3 separate regions of the Mus musculus genome follow, and all the other regions are linked to region 2. The links are chromatin contacts, called in public Hi-C maps. All regions are on one chromosome and are shown on one strand. The core of a region is the stretch at or near the end of the contact, and the rest is flanking DNA. Distances in the headings are between cores, read along the strand shown. Region 1 overlaps Ndufa10 (NADH:ubiquinone oxidoreductase subunit A10). Region 2 overlaps Hdac4 (histone deacetylase 4). Region 3 has its middle 32 kb from the start of Gm35992.

What was found. A called contact is a pair of places that touch in the nucleus more often than the background predicts.
Region 1: a contact with region 2 is called in a Hi-C map of Th2 cells, with 2.9 times the contacts expected there. The contact joins two enhancer-like sites. A contact is called at or near these places in 9 of 484 Hi-C or Micro-C datasets (the C10 cell line, CD4 T cells, the G1E-ER4 cell line and 6 more), 2 of 115 datasets of contacts at active chromatin or transcription factors (T-cell acute lymphoblastic leukemia and memory CD8 T cells) and 1 of 9 other capture datasets (adipose tissue).
Region 3: a contact with region 2 is called in a Hi-C map of muscle stem cells, with 1.9 times the contacts expected there. The contact joins two enhancer-like sites. A contact is called at or near these places in 9 of 484 Hi-C or Micro-C datasets (CD8 T cells, the HL-1 cell line, Th1 cells and 6 more), 2 of 115 datasets of contacts at active chromatin or transcription factors (embryonic stem cells and heart atrium) and 1 of 9 other capture datasets (embryonic stem cells).

What each region holds. Positions count from the first base shown.
Region 1 is chr1:92,452,179-92,456,327 of GRCm38.p6, forward strand. All of the region lies in intron 8 of Ndufa10 (NADH:ubiquinone oxidoreductase subunit A10), which reads right to left. Among named protein-coding and RNA genes, the nearest start is that of Mir6900, 10 kb to the right of the region's middle. Within about 2 kb of position 1,588, at least 14 of the 459 cell types and tissues checked have an H3K27ac peak or open chromatin away from gene starts, as enhancers often do. A contact at or near this core is called in Th2 cells, where this site is marked.
Region 2 is chr1:92,078,265-92,082,682 of GRCm38.p6, forward strand. The region is part of intron 2 of Hdac4 (histone deacetylase 4); the gene reads right to left. Among named protein-coding and RNA genes, the nearest start is that of Hdac4, 100 kb to the right of the region's middle. Within about 2 kb of position 1,992, at least 97 of the 459 cell types and tissues checked have an H3K27ac peak or open chromatin away from gene starts, as enhancers often do. A contact at or near this core is called in Th2 cells and muscle stem cells, where this site is marked.
Region 3 is chr1:92,345,933-92,350,040 of GRCm38.p6, forward strand. No RefSeq gene overlaps it. Among named protein-coding and RNA genes, the nearest start is that of Gm35992, 32 kb to the right of the region's middle. Within about 2 kb of position 2,644, at least 34 of the 459 cell types and tissues checked have an H3K27ac peak or open chromatin away from gene starts, as enhancers often do. A contact at or near this core is called in muscle stem cells, where this site is marked.

The DNA.
Region 1 (4,149 bases), core at 338-2,837, 370 kb after region 2:
ATATTCTTAACTCTTCATGTATCTACAGGGACTGGGGAGATGGCTCAGCAATTAGAAGCACTGGATGCTAAGAGAATCTGGCTTCAACTCCCAGCAACTGCACAGCAGCTCACCACTGTCTATAACTCCAGTTCCAGGGGATCTGTCACCCTCGCAAGACATATATGCAGGCAAAACACCAATGCACATAAAAATAAATAAATCTTTAAAAAAAACCCAAAACAAACAAAAAACCCCAAAACAACAACAACACCACTACTACTAACTAAGTGCTGTTCACAAGCAGGCATGTTCAAGGCACCACTTCTCTTAAAGATCTCTGGGGTCATGTAGCCACTCTGCTAAACAGCTCCAGAACTGAGGGAGTTCTGAGAAGCCCTGATACCTTCAGATAGTGGGCTCTCGATGAAGGGTTTGGGAAATGGAAAAATGGAGCCAATGTGTACTTCACACACAATAGCAGGAGTAATCTACCAGCAGATGGTAGTCCCCACGTTATGCACACTATGCCCTCATTAGAAAGCCAAGTGACAGTACCACATGGAACTTGCTAGGTAGCACACTGGGCCATATTTATCAAGGGTAGATTCATTTCTGGTACTACTAATACCAACTGTAGGCTTCTCCCTTGCTTTACCATTTCATTCTGCTGATTCAAGAACGTTTATACAACTGTTACATCCCATTCTCTTCAAAGATGGGTTCAACATAAGCACTATGCTTGAAGAGACAAACCTTTTTTTTCCCCATTTTTTTCTTTTTTTAAAAATTAAATCTGGGCATAGTCATGCGCTAGACACCCTAGTACTTGGGAAGCTAAGGCAAAGGAACTGCCACAAGTTTGAGTCCAGCCTGGGCTACCTGGGGAGACAAATGTCTGAGGGGAAAAGGCACTAAAGCCTTTCTTAATCTTACAGGCTCAAGAAACAAAGTAATTATTTTCAACAAATTCTTAGCTATACCTAAGTTGTAAAGGCAAGAGAGGATGTTTCTTGTCTGCAATTTCCAAGTGTAGATTCTATAACTGTATCTGGTTCCTGGTGGCTAGATGGCTCACTATATAAACCCGTAGGCGACAGCCAGGTCCCCACAGAACTAGAACCTAAGAGGAATGCATGGTGCATGGGTCCGTGGGTCACGCTTGCTTCCACAAGAAATCACAGAGAAATGATGACTGTGGTAAGGCTGAACTTAGTTGGTGGCAGGAATGTCCTAGTGCAAATGCGCCACTCCCACAATGATCGAGCGATTCAAATCCCCCAAGCACAGTTGTTCGGGTAGCCCTGCCTGCCCGTCCTCCTGCGTGGTTTGCACTGGTTTAGGTGAGTGCCCATACTAGATAGACACTGTCAAAGATTAAGATTGCTTTTCTTAGCTTTCATATCCTATCCAGTTGGTTTTTTTCTGCCAAAAGAAATGAAAACATTTAAAAACAGTTCAAGCATACAAACAGTAGAGTCTGTAGAGGACACATTAGCCCTGCTCTGTAAGCTTGCTCTGATTAGCTGTTACATGAAATTCCACAGAGCCAAGGCCTGGCCTCAGCACTACTTTTGAGCACTCCCTCTCTACAGCAACAAGTTGACAACCTTCTCGTGCTCTTCATGACTTGCTAGCAGCATACACACACAGCTCTCTACTGTAACACAGGATTATTCTGTACCTGCTACTGTTAATTCTGTTGAAGTGGTAACAAAATATTTCAACTAAAAATGAAGTACACCTTAAATGTTAACAAATATCAAAGGAGGGTGTCCTGGAAGTATGTGAACTATAGAACAACAGCGCCATCTATGTATGATTTGCCAGAATTACAATTTACACATGCCCCAGAAAAAGAACAAGAAGGCTTTAAAAGTACTCTGTTGTGTACCTTACTTAAACCTGGAGAAACAACTCTTAGCAGAGCTCACAGGATGAAGAGAGACACAGCACATCTCCGGTAAATACTTGTCAGATAGGCTAGAGATAACATCCTTGATCAGAGATAATGAAGAACTAAAGGCACTGGGAAGCCTCTATGATTCAGAACACAAAGCTGATAAGGAGCTATGCTTACGCAATAAACACATTTCAACGCTACAGATGGAGAAACCCATCTGAGAACAATGTTCCTGCCACACCAGTGTCCAACTATGATGTGACGAAGTGTCACAGGCTGATTAGTGCCATGGGCAGACGGCTTTAACCAGAGGCACTGAGGCACGACAACAGAAAAGTACAGAACAGCAATTAAGGTTCTATGGCTGAATATTTCTCCCATAGGAGAGAGGCCACTTTTCTCCCACTTTCCACAGGCTGTTTTTACTTCCTCCTGAACTGTAGTTCTGCCTGAAACCCTGTGGAGAACTTGCATCCATCACCACAGTACTAGATCTCTGTCTGGAAACTTCCAGCAGCTGCAATGAGCCTCATGGGCAGTAGGTGGGGCTGGGAGGGTGGGTATGGGGGTGGGGGTGGGGGGTGCACTGAAATGTAGCTGAAATTAAACAGAAATGTTCTAAAACGATAATTTGGTCAAGTCTGGACCAAATAAGTCTAACTGGCAAGTGGCATGTTTACAGCAATTGTCTCAGAAACAGATCATAATTTTCACTCAAGAAATTAAGATCAGCACAATTACCATTGAAAACTTATGAAACTGAGGAGAGGGCACAACACAGGGAAAGGACAAAGCCACAGTAAATGAAATACAAGCAATTAATTGGATGTTGTAACTCACAAACTCTGGGAAAATTACAGGTCACAGCTCTATACCCTGATAACCATATAACTAAGTAATACCAAAATTATGAATTTTAAGCACGGGTCAGATCAACATGTGTTTCAGATCAAATTTAGAAAATGATATGGTATTATCTGTGGGAGGTCAAAAGCCAGAAATACTCCCTAGTCGCAGTGAGTCTGTTTGGATCTTAGTCCTCGTGCCCTAATGCTAGCTCATACACTCTGCCCAGTTAACTGATTCTAAAAAGCAAGGATCACAAGACATTTGTGTAACAGACTCAGGGCATTAAGAGGAGGTGTCATGGTGATAACAAGACAGTAATAACCTTGCAGGCTGTGAAGAATATAAAGTTCAACACTGGGATTCAGGTCACCAGGTGCTAGAGCAGGACAGAGGTTGCAGTTTCTGAGCTAATCCAGGAACAGAAATGTTAGTGCTTGAGAGCACTCTTCATAAAGAGGAAACAGGAACTCTCTTAACCTAAAAACAAGTAAACAAAACAGACGAACCTCTGGAGGTGTATTGGAAAACAGTGAGGGCAGTTAGGAACTGACCAGAAGCAGAGATCCAAAATGAAGGCACCAAACCACTCCAGCAGAGAACAACAGGATCAGAAGAGAAACCACAACAGAGTAGTACATCAGCCTTCAGAGTAGTCTTTGGGGAGAAGTGAGGGTTAGCATAAATGGAGGGGCCCAACAGCCTCAGACTCTATCCCAAGCACATGACAGAGCAGGGCAAGACAGGCACAGACAGGCTCAGAGTGCTGCAGCAGCTCCACTTCCTGACAGACATCTCACAGCATCTCCACCATCTGGGCTTTCCACTGCAAACCACCCTTCATTTTCTCATCTTCATGCAGCAATCTTATATGGCTTCCTGTCCTCTTAGGGCTGTCCTTCATGCAGGACTCCTCTGCCACACACTTCCTGGACTCATAGCTCCCTGAAACTACGGAAGAATTCCTGACTCCTCAATTCTTGTGTATTTCACGCCTCTAGGGCCAATACCATTTAGATAACATGCCAAGATCAGCAGCTAGCTTGGGATGGGCCCTCTTTGCCTTTGACCACATCGGTATGTTGAAGCTTCCTCATAAGGTAGAAGCTTAGCTGTATGAGGTCTTGTTTCCTGGGCATCTTACCCTCCAATGAGGGACAGTCCAATGTGGACTGGCCTTAACTAATCTATTTAAACAATTAAAGCCTCTCTTGACAGAGATGCCTTGGCTGTAAACATTAAACTTCCTAGTGCTTTTATTTTCCTCCAGGTTATATATGTTGTTATTTCTTTCTGTTCCATTTGCTCTTTTTCAGTGTAGAACTATATACGGGTTATCAATAATAACCTAACCACAGACTCAATGCTATACTCTCTTGAAATTTCCTCTGCCAAAGAGATTAGTCTATTACTTAATTAGC
Region 2 (4,418 bases), core at 742-3,241:
AGCAGACACAGCGACAAACTGTCCCGTAGGAAGTCAGCCTAGGGCAGCAATGGATATATTTTAAAAGAGTCACTCTCCTAGAAACACTATGGGTCCCTCTAGGAAGCATGCTTGTGGAAGACAAGCCCCTTGTTTGCCTCATCCAGCACTGGTGGCAGTAGAGGCAAGACAGAAAAGCCCACTGGGCAGCTACCTGGATGGGGGAAGGGGACACTTTAGATTCTATTCAGACCCTGTCAGGCTGTGGGGTGAGGGGAAAAGTGCCTGTGTGGGATCCGTCACTCCTGACAGCCTGCAAAGCACCACAGTAATCTCAGAATACTGCCAAACAAGGGCCAGAAGCAACTTCCAGAAAAGCCACCATGACAGTGTACACATAAGGAGCTCTGGACTCTAGCTGCATATGTATCAAAAGATGGCCTAGTCGGCCATCACTGGAAAGAGAGGCCCATTGGACACACAAACTTTATATGCCCCGGTAACAGGGGAACGCCAGGGCCAAAAAAATGGGACTGGGTGGGTAGGGAAGTGGGGGGGGGGGGAGGGTATGGGGGACTTTTGGGATAGCATTGGAAATGTAATTGAGGAAAATGTGTAATAATAATTTAAAAAAAGGATAGTAACCCTAAAACTCCAGAGTTCCTATTATCTAACAGAGTACCTGGACAGAAACTGCTTGAGTAGCACCCAGTGTGGCACTTGGGGGTCCTAAGTAGTGAAGGAAGCAGCTGGCAGGTTAGCCTGGGTGGGATGTCTGTCCTATGTAGGGAGGGCACAGCCACAGGGGATATGGTAACTAACATTCAGGACCCAAGCCACTGCCTCTCGGGTACCTGTCTCTGATGACAAAGGGGTTCCTTGATGAAAAAGTGACCATTTCACAGAATGGTGAGTTCTTGGAAGGAGCATCCACAATCCTGGTGATAGCCACTTCAGAAAAGTATCCAAGTTGCTGAAATCTATACAATTGGAGGAGTGACAGAGGAGCTACGAAGAACCAGTCTGAAGTTCCCAACAGAGCAGAGAAAGCACAAGTAATAGGACTGGGAAACCCCTATCATCAGCTCCAGTCCTGCCCTGGTATCAAGGGAAGCCTCTGGACTCCAAAAGCTCCTGATTTAGACCTGGACTCTAACTGCCTAAATGAAGCTGCAGAGGTGAAACAAGAGTCTCTTGGCCTCTCCAATAAGGCCTCAGCAACCATATATGCTCCCATAGGCCCTTCATTTTCTGGGCTCCCATGCACCTCATTCCTAGATTCCAGAGAGATGTAGCCCAATCCTTCCCATGCTCTCCTGCTCAACCAGAGCTTCAACAATACAAGAGGCAGCAGCAAAGAGGAATAACCCAGGCGCTGGGGTGCATGTTCACATGACCGAGAACATCTATTAGTATGCTAAATGTTATGGATGGGCTAGCACTGACCACAGTATTGGACCAGCTAGTCCAGGAAGGCTGTAGCAGTGAAACAAGAAAAATGCTGTTTCTCTCCCATCCCCTACATAATGTCCCCACAGCAAGAACATTGTCATCCTGCTTGACACTTCTGGTCCTATTACCCAAGTTGTGCTCAGCTGGCAACCAGCTCAACCTACCACAGAGCAGTAGTACCGAAGGCCACAGGTAGGGCATAGGACACTGTCCTAGGCCTTCTGAGCACAATGGGGACACAGCAGTGCTCTAAGGCAGGAGGCCTGGAGCAACTTCTAGGGCCACCTCTCCTCCATGTGACACTTGTTTCATTCACCGCTAGGGATTCACCTCTAAAACCTGGGGAAGCCAGTTGGTCTCTGCTCCCATCTACCATGTCCACGTGCCTAGAATCATGCTTCATAAACTCCAATCTATAACCATGAAAACCTCACCTGAACTGCACGTCACATCCTACACAGGCCTACAAGTAAGTCGGAAACGCACAGTCCCAACCAAGGGACAAACCCATCCAGTGAAGACCTTCACAACACTACAGGGCACAGTGAACTCAGTAAAAACTAAAATAAAAACTAAAAAAATCTGTAACTGTTCCGAGAAAAGCCCTGCACAGCTACAGAGTTGAACACACAAGAAACTAGCCACAGACCGGAAATGCCAAACCACAGCTTGTAACCCTTCATCGTGATGAATGCTGGCAGGCTTAGGAGGTGTGAGCACTGGAGGCCAGGGCAGGCCCCAGCGCCTCTGGAAGAGCCTGTAGACTGAATTACCAGGAGTTCGTACTACAACTGCTTCCCTGCAACTGGCAGAGAACAAACAGGGAAGAGGCCCAGGGCGGTGCTGTGCCTGGGGCCAAGGAGCAGCACTATCTCTGGTTCTTTTCCCACTGTGCCCACTTTTGGATTTCATACAGTCATTCGATTCACCATATTCCTGACACATGCCCTTCAAATGTCATATCTAAGAATGGAAGCATTTTCCTGAAAAGACAAATGTCACCTAGCATTTTAAACACACTTTACATCAAACTACAAGCTACAGTTGAATTCCATGCATAACTAACTTTCTTTAACTCTGGTCTAAATTCAGTTGAAGGAAGCTTACTAAAAGAATCAGGAATGATTTTGAAGGCGAGTGATGTTCAGTTGTGACTTTTATTGCTCAGCTCTTCCTTGGAATCTAACAAGAGTGAGTGCAGAGACGGAGAAAGCCTAAGGATGAACACTCGGAAAAGCAGTGTCCACGCTGTGCCTCCAATGGAGCCAGCCAACCAAGAACTAGGGTGATTAGGAAGGACAGGCTTTCTCAAGGGTACCTTGTGACTGAAAAGGGTAATGGATAGGCAGCCCAAGTGAAGGGTAAGGAGAGTCATCAAGAGAGGACACATCCCCCTTGCCCCATCCAGTTCTGAACTACCAAATGAGGGAACCAGAACCTCCTCTTTGTTCACTGTCCCCAGCCATCCCACAGTCACTCTAGGTTTGTGTTGACAAGCCCCTGCCCTCAGAAGGACCAAGAGGTAAGCAGAGGGAGATGGTCAGAAAGTGAACATGGAAGTGGCTTACCTTGCCTGTCAAAAAAGAGGGTCTGATACTCCTCCATATCAGAATGACCTTTTCAGCCTTTTAATCCATGCTTAACCAAGAGCAGTAAGACCAAGGAAGAAAAGGGGGAAGATTCTAGGAAGAAGGGGGGGCCTTTTATATGGGCTACCCTGGGGCTCTTGGGCCTGGCTGGGTAGGAACAATTGCATAGGAGAGCCCCCAGCAAGCCCCTGCCTCAGAGATCTAAAGATGCCTCATGTCCAGATCCCCATTAACAGAGTATAGAATAGAATTGTGTTAGCTTTCCTTTTAGTTCACGCATACACGTACATACGTACATACGTACAGACATGTGTGTGTGTGTGTGTGTGTGTGTGTTTTCACATTTAAGGACAGCATACATGTGAAAGTCAGAAAACAACTTGGTGGAATAGGTTTTCTATTTGCACCACATGAATTCTGGAACCAAACCCAGGTCATCGATCTCGCTAGCAATGTCCCTTACCAACCAAGCCATCTCATAATCAGAAATAAAGGACAATTATTTTCACACTTGAGCTTAAAATAGGCTTATTCCAGGTGAACACTTGGGAGAAAACACTGCTAGAAAACACTCTCCATGGACCCATCAAATTACTGAGAGATGAAGCCTTACAGACCTACATGCAGCTTCTATCTGTGTGCAGGGTTACTGAACAAAAGGTACCATCTGCAGATGTGGAAAGGGCCAGGTCCCATTTCCTGGCACTGACAAGGTACCACTTCAAAGCATTCCAGCTCAGCACTGATTTCTGTGAACTCTGACCTGCAGTGCCTCAGTTTCCCCAAATGAAGGAGAGAAAGATATCCTTCAGCCTCAGCGGAGCTGTCCTCACATGAGCAGGCTACTGTCATAGCTCCCTATGGGTTTAAGGCACAGGATGAAACAGCCCTTCTAACTTCCACACTACTTCTTCAAAGGTAGTCAATGAAGGGAAGTACGAGCTCGCCATAAGCCGAGTGTGATGACTAGCCCAGTGAGGATGGTAGTCAAGCCCAGTTCAGGTTCTTGATTTCGGAGTTCATTAATTCATCATTCATGGTCATGCCCCAAAGCTTCGTAGACACCCAGCTCTGGATTCTCCAATGGGTGTGGTAGCTGCACCTGCCAACCCCCAAGTCCTACTTTTAGTAAATTCTAGCTATAAGACACAGCTGGGCACCTCTGGGGAAAGGAGCTAGTTCTGTACAGATGTGCATGCGTTCTCTCTCTCTCTCTCTCTCTCTCTCTCTCTCTCTCTCTCTCTCAGCATCATTTGCCTCAGAGGCCAGAAGAGGACACTGGGCACCCTGGAACTGGATTTACAGACAGTTGTGAGCCGTCATGTGGGTGCTGGGACTTGAACTCAAGTTCTCTGTTAGAGAGTCTACTGTTTTAACCACTACGCTACCTCTCCAGTG
Region 3 (4,108 bases), core at 1,394-3,893, 270 kb after region 2:
CGTGGAACTCAGCTCCACAGAGCATGTGCAAGCCTCTTCCCCTGTTGTTAATTAGGACGATTCATCCCGTTGACAGCTATGGGAGACTCTGTGTCAGGTTGAACAGAGACCAGGACAGGCTTTAGGGTACTAGCTTTTCTTAGTCAGGGCTACTGACATGATGAGACAAAGACATTGCAGGTCTTATGATCGCCATGCCTGATCACGATAAAGGCTAATCTTCATTGTCTACTTGATTGCTTTAGAATCACCTAGAAGGCATTCTTCTGGGTACATCTGTGGGGGTGTTTCCAAAGGGTTTTAACTGACATGGGAACACCTACATTTAGTGTGGATGGGGTCATCCCTTGGGTTGGGTTCTAGACTGAATAAAAAGGGGCAAAGGAGACAGAGCGATACCAGCCTTCATCTCTCTCCTTCCTGACTACAGGCACAACATGACCTGCTGCCTCATTCCTGCCACCCTGCCGTCCCCACCATGGTGACCGTTTCCCTCAGACTGCTGTAAGCCTAAATTACCCTCTTCTTCCCCGGGTTGCTATTGTCTGTGTCTTGTTATAGCAAACAGCAAAGCGACCACTAACGCCCTCACATATGTCCTGTCAGAGAGGAGAGCCGAGTAGCAAGCAGCCCTCATCTCCATGATTCATACAAATAGCAAAGCTCATTCCTCACCCTCACCTGTGCGTCTGGACATAGGTCCCCAGGCAAAGCCACTGGCCATTATAACTACATAGGGGTAGGAAACAGACTCTGTCAACGACGTGAAGAATACAGGAAGCCAGCAGAGGGACCGGTTCTTAGCATTGCAGTCCACCTTAGCACTGCCCTGAACTTTCCAATGTCACCCCATCCTGCCCGTTCCCTGACAGTGCCAAGTGTACCCCTCTAGCAACTCCCTTCACTCAGTGGAACCTCAAGTCTGTCCTCAGGGTCCCCTACTGACTACCCTAGCCTGCCTGCGGCTCACTGTCACTGATCCCTGAGCCAGCATGGGTTCCACTCAAAGCTCACCAGCCATGTGACCATCTTTCCCACTGCTTACTCTTTCTTCCCTAGACACAGTTGTCTTTCTTCCCACCCAGCTGAGCTCATCTCCTGTCCAACAGCTCTTCTGTCTCTGGTGTCACCTTTGAGACATCAGGTTCAACTTCGAATGTCTTATGGAGGTGAATCTCAAGGGGTTGTCTAGGGGCTTCTGTATGCTCTCACCAGGGAGACATCAGGGGAAGAGGCTGGGAGGCTCAAGCCAGTTGATTGATCTCCATCCTGTCTGACTCTGTGGTCCCTCACGTCATCTGTGGATGTGAAGGAAGGATACAACACCGCTGTATGGAGACCAGGACTGTGGGGACAGAGGAGAAGGTATAGCTGCCCACAGTCCTCCAGAGGTCATCTTACTTACCTTTTGACCTGCCTCCAGAGCTGCCCACAGCAGATCCCAAGCAGGCAGAGTGGAAATCAGGAGTATTTTGCTGCCTGACCTGACCCTGACCTAGGATCAGGGATGGATAAGGACCCAATGGGACAATGTTCAGGGATGGGCGGAAAGAGGGTGTTTTGAACACTGTAATAGATCAATGGCTCTTGACCTTCCTACTGCTGTAACCCATTAATAAATACAGTTCCTAATGTTGTGGTGAACCCAATCATAAGATTATTTTCGTTGCTACTTCATGACTGTAATTTGGCTATGATTATGAATCATAATGTAAAAATCTGTGTTTTCCGGTGGTCTTGGGTGACGACCCCTGTGAGAGGGTTGCTCGACCTGCAAAGGAGTCTTGACCCACCGGTTGGGAACTGCTGCTGTAGCTGATCTACTCTGCTCATCTCCTGGGCCTATCCTTGCTGATTTCCTGTCTCTTGTGATAGACTTGACCCTGACAGGAAGCCAATGGCCAGTTCACCCTCCCAGCCTCTGAACTCACAGGGAGGTCTTAGTGAGAAGAGTTGCAGTGTCGGATGTTCATTGTATATTTTCTTTGGAGACCCCCGGCAGAGCCTTAGAAGTATTTCTTAGAGGGTAGGCTCTTGTTAATAGAACCGCTTCATCATATTGTTCTTTTCTAGAATGCCTCTATTGAGGTAGAACTCTTTGCGACTCGCTTTCCTCCATTTAAAGAACACGATTTTCTGCTTTAGTGTATGTGTGGAGTTACCCAGCTGCTCCCCAGCCATTAGGTCTGAAACTCATTACCTTAGATTCAAAAGAAACTAGAAAACAGAAATGGGTAAAGAAATATGGATTTATTTATTTACCATTTGGCCAAGCCGGGGAAGGAAGGAAACCAGTTCTTTTCTCTCCCCTGTGCTTGTGACAACCATAAATACATAGGGAAAAAAAACTACAAAAGGAAGGTCAAAAGATGCAGATTTGGCATCCCAGGGGATCCTCCTGGGAGGAGACAGCTGGGTCTCAGTTTTCTCTACTCTCAGCACAGAGGGCAAAATGTTTCCCCTCCTCTCTAATAGACTTACAGTGCATAGTGAGGTACACGTGTGGCGTCAGAGAGACGACTCCTGAGGGTCACTTCTCTCCTTGCACCACGTGGGCCCTAGAAACCTGACTCGGGCTGCCACACTTGGCAGGCTGTACCTTCACCTGCTGAGTCATGTCTCTGGCCTTACTCTTCCTGGAATTAGATGATCTCTTCCTCCCCTCCCGCCTCCAGCCCATTCTATCTCAGCATGGGATCTCAGCTGCACCTCCTGCAGAACCAATTTTAGGACTCTTTTAAACCCTGAAAAGAAACTCTGCGTCCACGAGCAGCGAGTGACTCAGTTTCGCCCCTACTTCCCTGACCCACTTTAAGCAGCCGCAGCCACTTGCTGTCTCTGAAGTGTGTGGTCACCTGTGACTGGACCTTCCACGTGGCACGCTGTTTTCAAGGTTCAAGCATTACTGTGATTTGGATGAGGGACTTACAAAACACCACGCGCTGAAGACTTGCTTCCCAGGATGTTGACAGGTGCTGTGGAAACTCTGGGGGCGCATTGCAGAGGTCCTTAGGCCTTTAAGCTGACCCACCGGAAAGACTGTTGGCCCCTCTGTGGTATTTTAAATAAAAATGGTCACCATAGGTCCACAGGGAGTGGCACTATTAGGAGGTGTGGCCTTGTTGGAGTGGGTGTGGCCTTGTTGGAGTGGGTGTGGCTTTGTTGGAGTGGGTGTGGCTTTGTTGGAGGAAGTGTGTCACTAGGGGTTGTGGGCTTTGAGATCTCAGAAGCTCAAGCTAGTTCTCTTCCTGCTGTCTCCTAATTTGAACTCTCAGCTCCTTCTCCAGCACCACATCTGCCTGCACGCTTTGATGCTTCCTGTCAGGAAGATAATGAACCAACCTTCTGAAACTTTAGGCCAGCCTTTATTAGATGTTTTTCTTTATAACAGTTGCTGTGCTGTGGTCATGGTGTCTCTTTACAGCAATAGAAACCTTAAGACACCAACCGTTTGTGCCACCAACACCAGGGGCCCAAAGGATGGAGTGCCTCAGTCCTGGAACCTTCAGAACCTTGATTCAAAATAAACCTTTCCTTTTGCAAGTCAGTTGCCTCAAGTATTTTATCATAGTGATGGAAAGCTGACTAAGGCAAGAACTCACTGATCCTTTACTTCTTTTTCTATTCACACTGCATTTTCTTTAACCATGCATGAGTTGATTGGGTGTGTGGGTGGTTTTCTCATTCTGGCTGTGGTCAATGACATTGCTATGAACTTTTGTGTGCCAACACGTCCTCCTAAATGATGTATTTAGTTACTTTATATTTTATGTGCATGTTTGAGTGCCTGCATGTATGTACATGCACATTGTGGATGCCTGGTGTCCACAGAGGCCAGAGCAGCACATCAGTTCCCTGCACTTGGAGTTAGAGGTGTCTGTAAGCTGTCACATAGGTACTTGGAACCAAACCTGTGCCTTCTGCAAGAGCAGCAAGTGCTCCTAACCACTGAACCATCTCTCCAGTTTGACATGTCGTCATTTCTCTCTTGTGCATCTAGGAGTACAGTTATTATGCCATGCACTGCATGATTACCATTCTGAGAAGGTCGAGGTTGCTTGCCAGCCTACCCATACCACTTTGCAGATCTAACAGCCATGTGTAGGGG